Regions from separate parts of the Mus musculus genome. Here all the other regions are linked to region 4. A link is a contact called in public HiCAR-type and promoter capture Hi-C data. All regions are on one chromosome and are shown on one strand. The core of a region is the stretch at or near the end of the contact, and the rest is flanking DNA. Distances in the headings are between cores, read along the strand shown. Region 1 holds the start of Scamp1 (secretory carrier membrane protein 1). Region 2 overlaps Ap3b1 (adaptor-related protein complex 3, beta 1 subunit). Region 3 overlaps Ap3b1 (adaptor-related protein complex 3, beta 1 subunit). Region 4 holds the start of Wdr41 (WD repeat domain 41).

Evidence for each region. Promoter capture Hi-C pulls out the DNA fragments that hold promoters and counts their contacts. HiCAR-type assays count read pairs that join an accessible place to other places.
Region 1: a contact with region 4 is called in a HiCAR-type map of astrocytes, with 2.3 times the contacts expected there. The contact joins the promoter of Scamp1 here to the promoter of Wdr41 in region 4. A contact is called at or near these places in 4 of 39 promoter capture datasets (hippocampal neurons, liver, pre-B cells and 1 more) and 2 of 115 datasets of contacts at active chromatin or transcription factors (astrocytes and embryonic forebrain).
Region 2: a contact with region 4 is called in a promoter capture Hi-C map of pre-B cells, with 3 times the contacts expected there. The contact joins the enhancer-like site here to the promoter of Wdr41 in region 4. A contact is called at or near these places in 9 of 39 promoter capture datasets (the C10 cell line, the HPC-7 cell line, cranial neural crest and 4 more) and 5 of 115 datasets of contacts at active chromatin or transcription factors (astrocytes, cardiomyocytes, embryonic basal ganglia and 2 more).
Region 3: a contact with region 4 is called in a promoter capture Hi-C map of pre-B cells, with 2.5 times the contacts expected there. The contact joins the enhancer-like site here to the promoter of Wdr41 in region 4. A contact is called at or near these places in 5 of 39 promoter capture datasets (the 3T3-L1 cell line, HPC-7-derived erythroid cells, pre-B cells and 1 more) and 2 of 115 datasets of contacts at active chromatin or transcription factors (astrocytes and stem cell-derived neural progenitor cells).

The regions. Positions count from the first base shown.
Region 1 is chr13:94,283,937-94,286,636 of GRCm38.p6, forward strand. Scamp1 (secretory carrier membrane protein 1) reads right to left here and starts at 1,345. Exons shown (of 9, transcript NM_029153.1): 1 at 1,284-1,345. The coding sequence starts at 1,340.
Region 2 is chr13:94,458,935-94,461,634 of GRCm38.p6, forward strand. The region is part of intron 14 of Ap3b1 (adaptor-related protein complex 3, beta 1 subunit); the gene reads left to right. Among named protein-coding and RNA genes, the nearest start is that of Ap3b1, 100 kb to the left of the region's middle. Within about 2 kb of position 1,442, at least 9 of the 459 cell types and tissues checked have an H3K27ac peak or open chromatin away from gene starts, as enhancers often do. A contact at or near this core is called in the HPC-7 cell line, where this site is marked.
Region 3 is chr13:94,380,894-94,383,593 of GRCm38.p6, forward strand. All of the region lies in intron 1 of Ap3b1 (adaptor-related protein complex 3, beta 1 subunit), which reads left to right. Among named protein-coding and RNA genes, the nearest start is that of Ap3b1, 23 kb to the left of the region's middle. Within about 2 kb of position 1,253, at least 113 of the 459 cell types and tissues checked have an H3K27ac peak or open chromatin away from gene starts, as enhancers often do. A contact at or near this core is called in pre-B cells, where this site is marked.
Region 4 is chr13:94,974,961-94,977,660 of GRCm38.p6, forward strand. Wdr41 (WD repeat domain 41) reads left to right here and starts at 1,384. Exons shown (of 14, transcript NM_172590.3): 1 at 1,384-1,629. The coding sequence starts at 1,579.

The sequences.
Region 1 (2,700 bases), core at 95-2,594, 690 kb before region 4:
GTGTACCTGAGCCTTTTATCTGCAATTACAGAGTTTGGCAGGCTGAGGTAGAAGGAAAGAAAGTTCCAAAGCCAGGTACACTACCTAGTGAGACCCTGTCTCAAAACAACAATGAAAACCAAAACAAAAAAGCAAATGAATAGATCGGGAGGACCAGGTGTTGAAAGTTACAGTCAACTCAACCATAACAGCTTTCTCTGTAGTTTTGCAAAATGAGTCCAGCTGTCAGGTATAAGGGGGATAACTTCATTAAAAGAATCCTTCATGAAGACATGAGGTTAAAACCATCAGAACAGGGGTGCCTTTTGCTTCAATATTGCAGGTAAGCCACAAAAGGACTAAAAAGAGGTAAACCCAACAGGCCAGAAGCAGCACTTGGGTGCCCACAAATTAGTTCCTACTTCACCTTTGAGACTACAAATTAAAGTTTGAGCTGCACACAGTCAGAGCAATTAAGAAAGAACTAACCAAGCCAACAGTTGGAAGAAATTGCCTTGCTATGCCTCACAGTCTTTAAGAAAACCAAAGTACTTTTCAAGGCAAAGTTCTCGGACGCGGCATTAAATTTTAGAGCAGATGCCTAACATTTAAATGGCCTGCCTAGGCATTTATTTCTATGCCAAGCCCTTCTGAGGCTTGGGATCCGATCAGGTCCACTCCATGAAGGAAAGAGCTCACTCACGTGAGGAACGGAATCCTCAAACAGCTCGGATCCCCGGTGACGCACTCCCAGCTTGGAAAATGGCCCAGGGTCCACCTCCCTAACAGCAGCTAGGTGGGGAGATGCCCGTGTGCACTATTGTTTCCAGATGTTTATTTATTTTTAACTTCTGTTTGATGCCCGTTCCCCTAAACTGGGCCCGGTGGGGAAGGGGGCCTCTGGCAGCGCCACTGGTGGCTCTGGGAGCAACCGAGTTTTGATAATAAAAAACACCCCTTTATCCTTTTATCGCAGCGTCCGTGTATCCGCGCCTCTCTCCCGCACACCTTGGCCGTCACCGGCACGCAGCGCCGGTGCCAGGTCCCCATGACAACCCCAGCCCGGGCGCCCCGGCCTCCCGGCCCCCGCCCCGCGGCCCGCCGTGCCGACCGGACTAGTGGCGGCCACACATGCCCCGCTCCGCTCCGGACCCGGCTCCCGGTCCGGCCGGTCCGCGGCCCGGTGCGAGCCTCCTGGCTGGTGGCGCGGCCAGTGGTGACGCTGCGTCCCGAGACCCTCCCGACAGGGCCTCCACGGCCACCGCGACGCCCAACGCGGGCCAGGGCCGCGGCCGGGCGCTCACCTTGAACGGGTTGTTGAGATCCGGATCCGCAAACGGGTTGCTGTCAAAATCCGACATTGCCCCGGCACTGCGCGTCACCCACCCGAGCCCGGCGCCGAGACACAGACGAGGCGAGGCCGCCGCCCCCCTGCGCGCTCACGTCGCCGCCGCCGCCGCACAGATCCGGGTGCAGCTCGCGGGCCACCGAGCCGGCCGTGCCACTGAGCATGCCCGGTGCGGCGGAGGCCCGCGGCGCCCAGCCATCCGGCCGTCCCTTCCCGCCTGGATCTGCGCTCCGGGCTCTGCCTCCGACCGAAGGGCGAGCGCAGGCGGAGGGCAGGTTCCAAGCCCCGGGCCGTGGACCCACCTAGTGCGGCTTGGGGAAGGGGTGGTGGCCTGTGTAGGGGAGGACGGTGCGCGCAGGTCCCACGTGGCAGGTGGGGGAGACAAGACTTGGAGAGCGAGTAGCTGAGGTGCGAAAACATCCGCCGCAGACACCAAAGATTCCAGACCCCAGAGAGGATAGGAACCCTAAAGCAACTTAAAACATCGCTGCCCGACACACCCCAACCTGGGAAACCCAGCCGGTCCTCCGATCCCAGGTTACTGCGAAGTCACGGAAAGCGGCTTCGCGCTGAGGATCCGGAGTTGCTCCAAGAAAAGGCAACATTCACTGCGGGGAGGGGGGGGGGGCAGCCTCTGTCTCCCATCCTCCCTCCCCACTCATAAATAATGGGGGGTGGGGGCACGTGGGACGGCCGAGTAGGTGGCAGAGTCTATCGACCCAGACCCTCAAGTTACTGATAATGGAAGAGAAATTGTTGACGTTTATTTTCAGGCATTTGGATGCAGAATACACACCTCCTAATATTTGCCTTTTTTCTTCCAAGTGCCGGGAATGATTATTGAAAACTACAGTAAATGACATATCAGTCATTGCACCACCCGGAACTTGTTGAGAGGACATGGCTTTCTCAACTCTATCCTTCCTTCCACTTTTAACAGAAGGGCACTTGGGTGAACCCAGAATTATTTTTATTTGGCAGGGACCTAAGAACTGGAAAAACCCAGATTTAATTATCCATAGCTTTTTGAGGGCCTTGCGCTAGGCAAAGTCACCTAGGCAATAATAACTTTCCCCAATGTGAAAGCGCACCCACCCACCCACGCACAACGTGCTGTAGTCTGGTAGAATCCAGGTTGGGATGACAAAGCAGCTGCTTCTAAGGCAGCCAACTAATTAGGAAGTAGGCATCCAACAGTGATCACCACAAGGTGGAAAGAATCTAAGATTGGGGGCTCTGCTCCCAGATCCTCGGCAGCTGCCTGTACCTGGTTCTGACTCAGGGTTCAGCACCTGTTGAAATCCAAGCTCAACTACAAAAGTTACTTTGTGCTCCTGTGCTAACCTCTCTGAGTGTTAGAGGCTAAAGAATAA
Region 2 (2,700 bases), core at 192-2,691, 520 kb before region 4:
CAGCCCTTTTTCAGGTTGCTGCCTCCCCTTGTCTCTTCCAGTGGTCCAAGGGGGATTTGGAGGTTCAGGGTCACACTTCAGTGCTGGCACCACCACTGATGAGCTGGGACACATGGGCAACTTTTTGCTTTGCCCCACTCTTGCTCCAGTGTCCTGACGTTCCCAGTGGAGTTAGTGGTAGAGCTGCAAGCATACTGTTTTTGTGGACATCTGAGAAATCAGCCAGTCTTCAAAAGTTCTGTGACAGATTGTATATAGGGACTCTTTAGATGTTAGGTGTGCAGGGTTTAAAGAGGACAGAACATTGATAGATTTTGTCATATTAAGACGGATGTCATTGCTTATTTAGGGAGTAGCAAAGTTGACACATGAAGACTAATGTTCACATTGTTCTCCTTCCTGAGCTCATCCACACTGAGGAAACGCTGGCTGTAGCAGTCATCCTGTGTGCTCTGGTTGTGACCATAGTGTCCTTTGGTGTGTCCTTCATTTGTAACTGCTTTTCTGGGAAGGTTGCTCCAGAATAACATGCACACTGCTTGAGGGTTGCTGTCGTGGGCTTTGGTGTAATATTTCCACGTTACAGGTGCCATGAAAGAACACTTGGATGTTATTCTGGAAGGACAGTGAGTGGCACGTCATGCATGTTTGTCCAGATGCCTCACTGGACACTGCTGTGTCACGAGTTCCCCTTCACTGCACCTTGACACTGACACACAATTCAGTTCTAAGTTTTTAATGCATATAGAGCCTAGATACAGACTGTTGGGGTCTGACTTGCTGTTAGTGTGCAGCTCGCTTAGATAGCTACTCATTCTGCCTTTGGCAAATTTAAATAAATAAAATTGATGATTTTGTAGCTTTACTTTAGATTATTGTCCAGTGCAGTGGGCTGTTGTTGAAACACAATAGCTTTTAAATTGAGCTGCGAACAGAGCGATCTGTAAATTCTCTCTAGATGTCTTTTTATAACTGTGGTGGGGAGGAATCATTTGTTTTTGCAGGCAAGTTAATGGGTTAAAATGGCAGTGGCAAGTACCTTCTCTTAGAGGGCTTGAAAAGTGCACTTAACCACTTGCTCAGGGCATTCAGAGTAAAGAGTCGCACACAGTCACTTACAGTCCAGTTTGCCTTTGAGAATATTGAAAAGCAGGGGTTTGTATAAAGACTGTTATTCTATGTTTGACCTTGTGTGCGTGCACCTGCTCGCTTGCCTGTGCGTGCATGCGTGCGTGGTGTATTATTAGTTGAATTTTAGTTCACCACTTCTGCTTATTATGTTGTTGAATAAACCTGGGGAGCAGGGTAAACTCTTTTATTTGCAGCTTTAGTTTTAGCTTTAGGCGATGGAGGGATTGAATTTGAAGATCTTAGTTTTCTAACTAGCAAATGCATACCAGCCCTGGCCTTGTTAGTTTCTCAAGGCTTCCTTGTTTGGTTTTTTGATACAGCCTCATGTAGCCCAGGCTGCCTGGGCTTCCTTCCTGGTTCCTGCCTGCTGGGGGCTGGGACTCTAGCCCTGTGTTTCCCTGTCTGTCTTCTGAAATTTTTATAAAATATCATTACTATTTGATATACTATTATTATTATTATTCCTTATTATAAACAAGTTTCTACATTTTAAAAATGTTTGCTAAAGAATTTTTAAACTCAATTCTAGAACATTCCCAATGTTACCCTTTTTTCTCCTCTACTATCTTGACTTTTTTTCATTGTTGGAATTGATTTATTGATTTTTTAAAAAATTCTTTCAAATGTTGCTATTATGAATGCTTAGAGTATTAAAATACTGTTGTTTTAATCTTAATATACTCATGAGTCTAAAATGTTCTAATACCTTTATTTTGTGATTGTCTTTTTAATTAGAAAAGAGAATTAAGTATGTTGCCAAAGAAAAATACTTAAATCAGACAATAAATTGTGTTATGTTGTAAAATTCTGATTTCTAGAGTTGCAATTTATAATAAAATATTTAAGAAAAATAAATGTAGCATAACTGAGCTCTGAGTTGCCTATCTGTTCTCATTTAGAAGTTCCTCTCACTATGGAAGGCCACTTGAATTGCTCCGGGCTGGAAACTTAATGCACCACTCAATTACTGTTCTTTAGCCCAATTTAAAATAATAGATCGGGAGTAAGGTCTTAATGCAGTGTAACCTTGGGAACATTAGAAATAACCTCTTCCTCTCCAGAAGTCAGTGTACAGTAAGGGTATCGGTTTTATCACACTGCATGAATAGATTTGACATAGCCCTTAGGCCCTTTTACATTGCATAAGTAGACCAATTTCCTCTCTGTTACTGCGTTCAGTTTAAGTATGGATTAACGTCAATGCTGTTACAACGTTAGGAAGTGTATAGTTCTTACATTTCCAAGTGTTTTTGATGACCGCTGATTTCTGCTGATTCACGTTAGTCATTTTTATATTATTATATTATTGTTATGAAACAAATATTTGAAAGGAATTTGACATGGCTGATATTGTGATAAAATTATAGCCATGGAAAGGTTTTCGTTCTTGCTTTCTTCCTTTGAAGTCAAACTGAGCACCTATGAAGCTGCCCAGGAAGCAGCAAGGCTTGGAGGCCTTGGAAGGGACTTGACGGAAAGCTGGCATGCTGTCTGTTCTCACGGCTGCCACACAGTAGCCAGCAGCTTTTGCACTTAGAATAAAAAGCATATTTTCTATGCTAGGTGAAA
Region 3 (2,700 bases), core at 3-2,502, 590 kb before region 4:
ACAGACTGATGACAGCTAAGACCCGGATGAGTATTACGAAGTTGTTGTAGATATACTGAATCTGCCATGGAAGGACCACTTAGTCTGTGTGCAGAGGGCACACACATATTGCCAGCTGCTCTATAGCTGCTTTATAGCTGCTTTATAGCTGCTAGAATGACCTCTGCTTGTATGAAGTTTTAGAAAATACAGGGTCAGAGTGGTAGCAACCCATCACGATGTTGGGGAGTGAGAATCTGGCTGTAAAGGTTGTGGGCAAGGTTGGAGGGAGTGTCCTGTGGTTGATGTAGCTAGTGATTGCAGGATTTTACCCATGTTTGAAAACTGAACAAAGTATACTCTTAGAATTGGAGAATGTTATAATAAGTCACACCACAGTAAGGCTGACAAGTTAATTGTGTGAGCTCTGCTCTCAAACTGCTAAAGAGCTTTTCTTTCTTTGAAAAATTCCAGTCTGTCATGGATGAACACTTCTATAAAATTCAATAAAAATAAATTACTAGAAAAATACAGTGGAAAAAGTATGTACAATACCACCCCATTTTTATTGGATTCAATAAACATAAAATTATACTGTCAAATTACTCTTCCAACTTTCCAAGTATGTGACTTTGAGTGCCTCCATGTGTCTAGGTAGTACTTTGAGTGGCACTGATGAGCATGGTGCCTGCTGGATTTCAGTTTCCTCTTTGTTTATACTGCTTTACAATGAGTGGAGGAAGAGAAGGAGGGGTCAGGAGTAGTGTTGTAATAAGTTCTGGGTTTCAGATTTATGAAAAAGAAAGTCCACCGATACTCTACCTCCCTCCCAGGTTGTCCTGCGTGACTCGTCCCATGTTGCTTTGGGCAGTATTCTGGTTTATTCTGGTAGAGTACAAGCGCCTTTCCCAGTCCAAATGAGGTTTGCTTTAGCTTTTCAGCAATGCATTTCTTGTTCCTTGAAACTTTTAGGCTTATTTTGAATGGGATAGAACAGTTATACCATTTAACACCACAAGATGTCACTTATGTAAAAATAAAGTCAGTTCCCTCAGATTGAGGGTAAGTGAAGAAGCAGGGAAAGAAAAGGAAGCCTGCGTTTGAAGCAGATAACACATGGTGTTTCAAATACTGCTAATTCAACGTTATTTCAAACAAGTACCTTGAATTTATAAACATTTCTTAATTTCTAAGTGTCATGTAGTAACACATGGTCCTGGTCAGTTTTGAGTACACACTCTGAAGGCATTGACTTAGGAGCAGGAAGAGACAGTGCATCCGAGACTGACAAGAAGGTGTCAGCTCTTTTAATCCTTCCTGTTTTGGTGACAAGCAAAGGGGCATTGGGGAAGGCACTATCTGGGAAGTCATAGTGACAGATTGGGGCTTGGGGAAGTTGGGCACTGCCTCTGGCTGAAGTAGAGCTTATTTCTGTTCCCTTGGACCTGAGAGTTAGTAGCTCTTCCCTGGGGCAGCACCAAAGGCATCCTGATTTCTCGGTTTTAGTTTTAGAGAACAGGACAGGACATAGGGTGGCTGAAAAGAGGTCCTTGTTTGCACGAATGTAGCAGGGACTAGCCAGGCTTCCGTTAGGACCGAGCAAGGTGATGTCTGGGTGAGTGGTAGACAGGTCCTAAAATTGATATTTCTTCTTCCTCATTGTCCATTTCTCTCTCCAGGTAACACTGGCGAGGAAAGTTCTGGAACATTCTTAGGGAAAAGGAAAGTGAAACCAAGGAGAAAGGCTTCCCCTTTTCTGGCATTTGGGTGTCTAATCATTTCTTCTTAGTTCCTATCTATTTCTGTTTTGTGTGTGTGTTTCCTCAACAGGAATACAATTTAAAATGTTTCTTTTAGGTTTTAGTATTTCCACTTAGTATCATTATGTAAAACGAAGGAACAGGACAAAGTAGGAGGAGGAGTGGCTTGAGATGCCCTGTTCCCCACCCACATCACCACAGCCTTCTATTTGTCTCTGAGTTTTGAAGAGCCTGAGATGTTAGAAAAGGGGATTCTAAGTTTACTACAGTGAGATTTATAGTAAATCTTCAGAGACAGTTTTTCTTTTAAAATATCTATTTCATTTTGTGTGCATGAATGTTTCTCCTGAGTGTGTGTTTGTACCATGCGTGAGCCTGGTGCCCTCAGAGGTCAGATCCTTAGGACCTGGAGTTACAGATGGCTGTGGGTGGTGGGAATAGAATCCCTGTCCCATTGGAAGAACAGTGAGTGATCGTAACCAAAGAGGCATCTCGCCAGCCCCAAACATTTGTTTACTTATTTGTTTGGGGTGGGGCACGCGTGATCTGTAGTGTGCATATGGGGGTCAGAAGTCGGCCTTCTGGAGTCAATTCTCACCTTCTCGTGAGTGCTGTGCTGAGTGTGTGCTCCAGGGTGCCTGACCACAAGCTTCTGCAAGATCCCCCTCTCTGCCTCTGTCTCACCATGGAGTGCTAGGATTGTAGATGCACGCCATCCCTGCCAGCTTCTTATGTGGGCTCTGGGGATTGACCCTGGCTATCAGGGCTGCATGTGTCATGCCTTCACCCTCATCGAATGCCCAAACCATCTCCTCAGCCTCGCAGTTTTTATACATAGTTATTTCTACTATCTAGTTAACATAAAATACTGGTTATATTTTAGTTGGATTTTTAAAAAAGATTTATTTATTATTATATGTAAGTACACTGTAGCTGTCTTCAGACACACTAGAAGAGGGCG
Region 4 (2,700 bases), core at 134-2,633:
ACTTTGGTCTTCATTGTTCTTGAGTTTCATGTGTTTTGCAAATTGTAACTTATATCTTGGGTATTCTAAGTTTCTAGGCTAAGATCCACTTATCAGTGAGTACATATCATTTGAGTTCTTTTGTGATTGAGTTACTTCACTCAGGATAATGCCCTCCAGATCCATCCATTTGCCTAGGAATTTCATAAATTCATTCTTTTTAATAGCTGAGTAGTACTCCATTGTGTAAATGTACCACATTTTTTGTATCCATTCCTCTGTTGAGGGGCATCTGGGTTCTTTCCAGCTTCTGGCTATTATAAATAAGGCTGCTATGAACATAGTGGAGCATGTATCTTTCTTACTAGTTGGAACATCTTCTGGATATATGGCCAGGAGAGGTACTGTGGGATCCTCCGATAGTACCATGTCCAATTTTCTGAGGAACTGCCAGACTGATTTCCAGAGTGGTTGTACAAGCTTGCAATCCCACCAACAATGGAGGAGTGTTCCTCTTTCTCCACATCCTCACCAGCATCTGCTGTCACCTGATCTTAGCCATTCTGACTGTTGAGAGGTGGAATCTCAGGGTTGTTTTGATTTGCATTTCCCTGATGATTAAGGATGTTGAACATTTTTTTCAGGTGCTTCTCAGCCATTCGGTATTCCTCAGATGAGAATTCTTTGTTTAGCTTTGAGCCCCATTTTTAATGGGGTTATTTGATTTTCTGGAGTCTACCTTCTTGGGTTTTTTATATATATATTGGATATTAGTCCCCTCAAACTTTGATTTCTATGTGCCAACTAGAGATTGCTTTTCCTAGTCTACATTTTCAAAAGTGTCCAGGTAATTTTTGATACGAAGCCAGGTTGTATAACCAGTCGTGTAACTATTAAGAAAATTTAGAGGCTGACATAGAATGTTTGGAGCTAGAAATGTCGCTCCATGTTTCAGCAGCACAGCCAGGGAACGGATTCCTTCGCTTTATACTTCCTGCTTTGGAAGACAGTCCAGGCAATGTGTAAGAACCGGTTTTGAAGTTTACCGAGCAAGTCTTAATTCCATCATGGCCACCTGCTGGCTTTTATCTTTAGACACATTACTTAATCTTTAAGCGGGTCAGTTTCTTGGTCTGTAAAAAGGGAGGCGTTAGGGTTTGGTACAGTCCTTATTCTGTGGCACACAATGTTGGCTGCTTGGTGTACAAGAACGCCACTAGATTCGTCCAGGAGCAGAAGTCTACTGCAGGCACACCCTCTCCATCTGGCTGTTGGGAAACCAGGAGACTTGCTAGTGTGTTTAAGGGGCGCCGTAGCTACACAGGATTTAGACAAGCGCTGGTCCTGCGGCGACATGGCCGCAGCGCACGCCCACTAGGGGGCGCCCGAGCGACCTGAGCTCTTGCGCCAACCGCGCGGCGCCCACGCGCGTGCTCACTGGGGACGCGGAACCTCCGCCTCCGCCGTCGCGGCCTTCAGTGCGGGCGCCCCAACGAGACTTCTGTTTTCCCGCTGCCTCGCCCCAGGCTCACTCGGCCGCAGCCCCAGCACCTGCGCCGCGGCGGCCCTCGCTCCGTGGGCCGCGGACGCCCCGGCCCGATGCTGCGCTGGCTGATCGGAGGAGGCCGCGAGCCGCAGGGCCTAGCCGAGGTAATGCGCGGGGGCCCGGGGGCGGGGCCGGGGCGGGGCCTGCGGCGAGCGCCGGAAGCGGCTGCTCAGGGCCACCTGGCCTCTGCTAAGAAACTGGGACTTAACTACAAACCAGCAGGAGTGACTGCCACTCTTGATTTATTTGAACCGATAAGTCTTCTCAGCCGGGACTCGAATTTGCTTAAGGAACGTAAATTTAACTAGTTGCTTTCCGAGAAGCTAAGTGAGAAAATGATTTCTGTTTATTTAGTACATGTATGGTCTCATCGTCACATTGAAAAAATAATTTTGTCACCTTAAAAATGTTGACATCTGAAATTTACTTCATGTGCCACACAACAATTTGTGTTACACTTCCTTCCTTATAGGAAGCATTTTACAGTTTGGATTATTGCAAACTTGGCAGTTTTAACTTCCTCATAGCTTTGACATTGACACGTGATTTTTTTAAATCACTTATTTTATATAATTTGAAGTCCTTAGGGTTATGGAAGAATTGTGGATTATTGAATGGACACATAACATATATTTGACTATTTGCTTATTTAGTGAATACACTATTTTATTCAGTTCTGTCATACCTGGTAAAACTCTCACATAATTGAGTGACAGCTAGAAAAGAGACCAGATAAATGCAAAACCATCACCATGGGATAGCATGCTGGATCTTACGTTTTCTTTTCCACACAAAAGTACTTCAATTGTGTAACTGCCTTGAATATGTACACTATAAGAGCTGGTGATTTTTCCTAATGAATGAGAGAACATTACTTATGAATTACAGTCAGCCTTCCAGTCTAAGTGATTCTCAGTCCTGGGGTAATCTTGTCCCCAGAGGATAGTACAGTGTCTACTGTTGGCCATGGGTAGGTGTGATGGGGGCACTGTGTATAGAAGAAGGATGCTGCTGTCTATCCTAACACCCAGGAGAGGTCTCAGGAACAGAAACTTAACGTAGTCCAAACTCGCTTGTCAGACTTAAGAAACCTTGGTTAAGAACAAAGCTTCTTATGGTGAAATTGTACTGAATTTGCCTCCAGAAAGGGGGCCAATTGAGACTTCCCCTGTAGA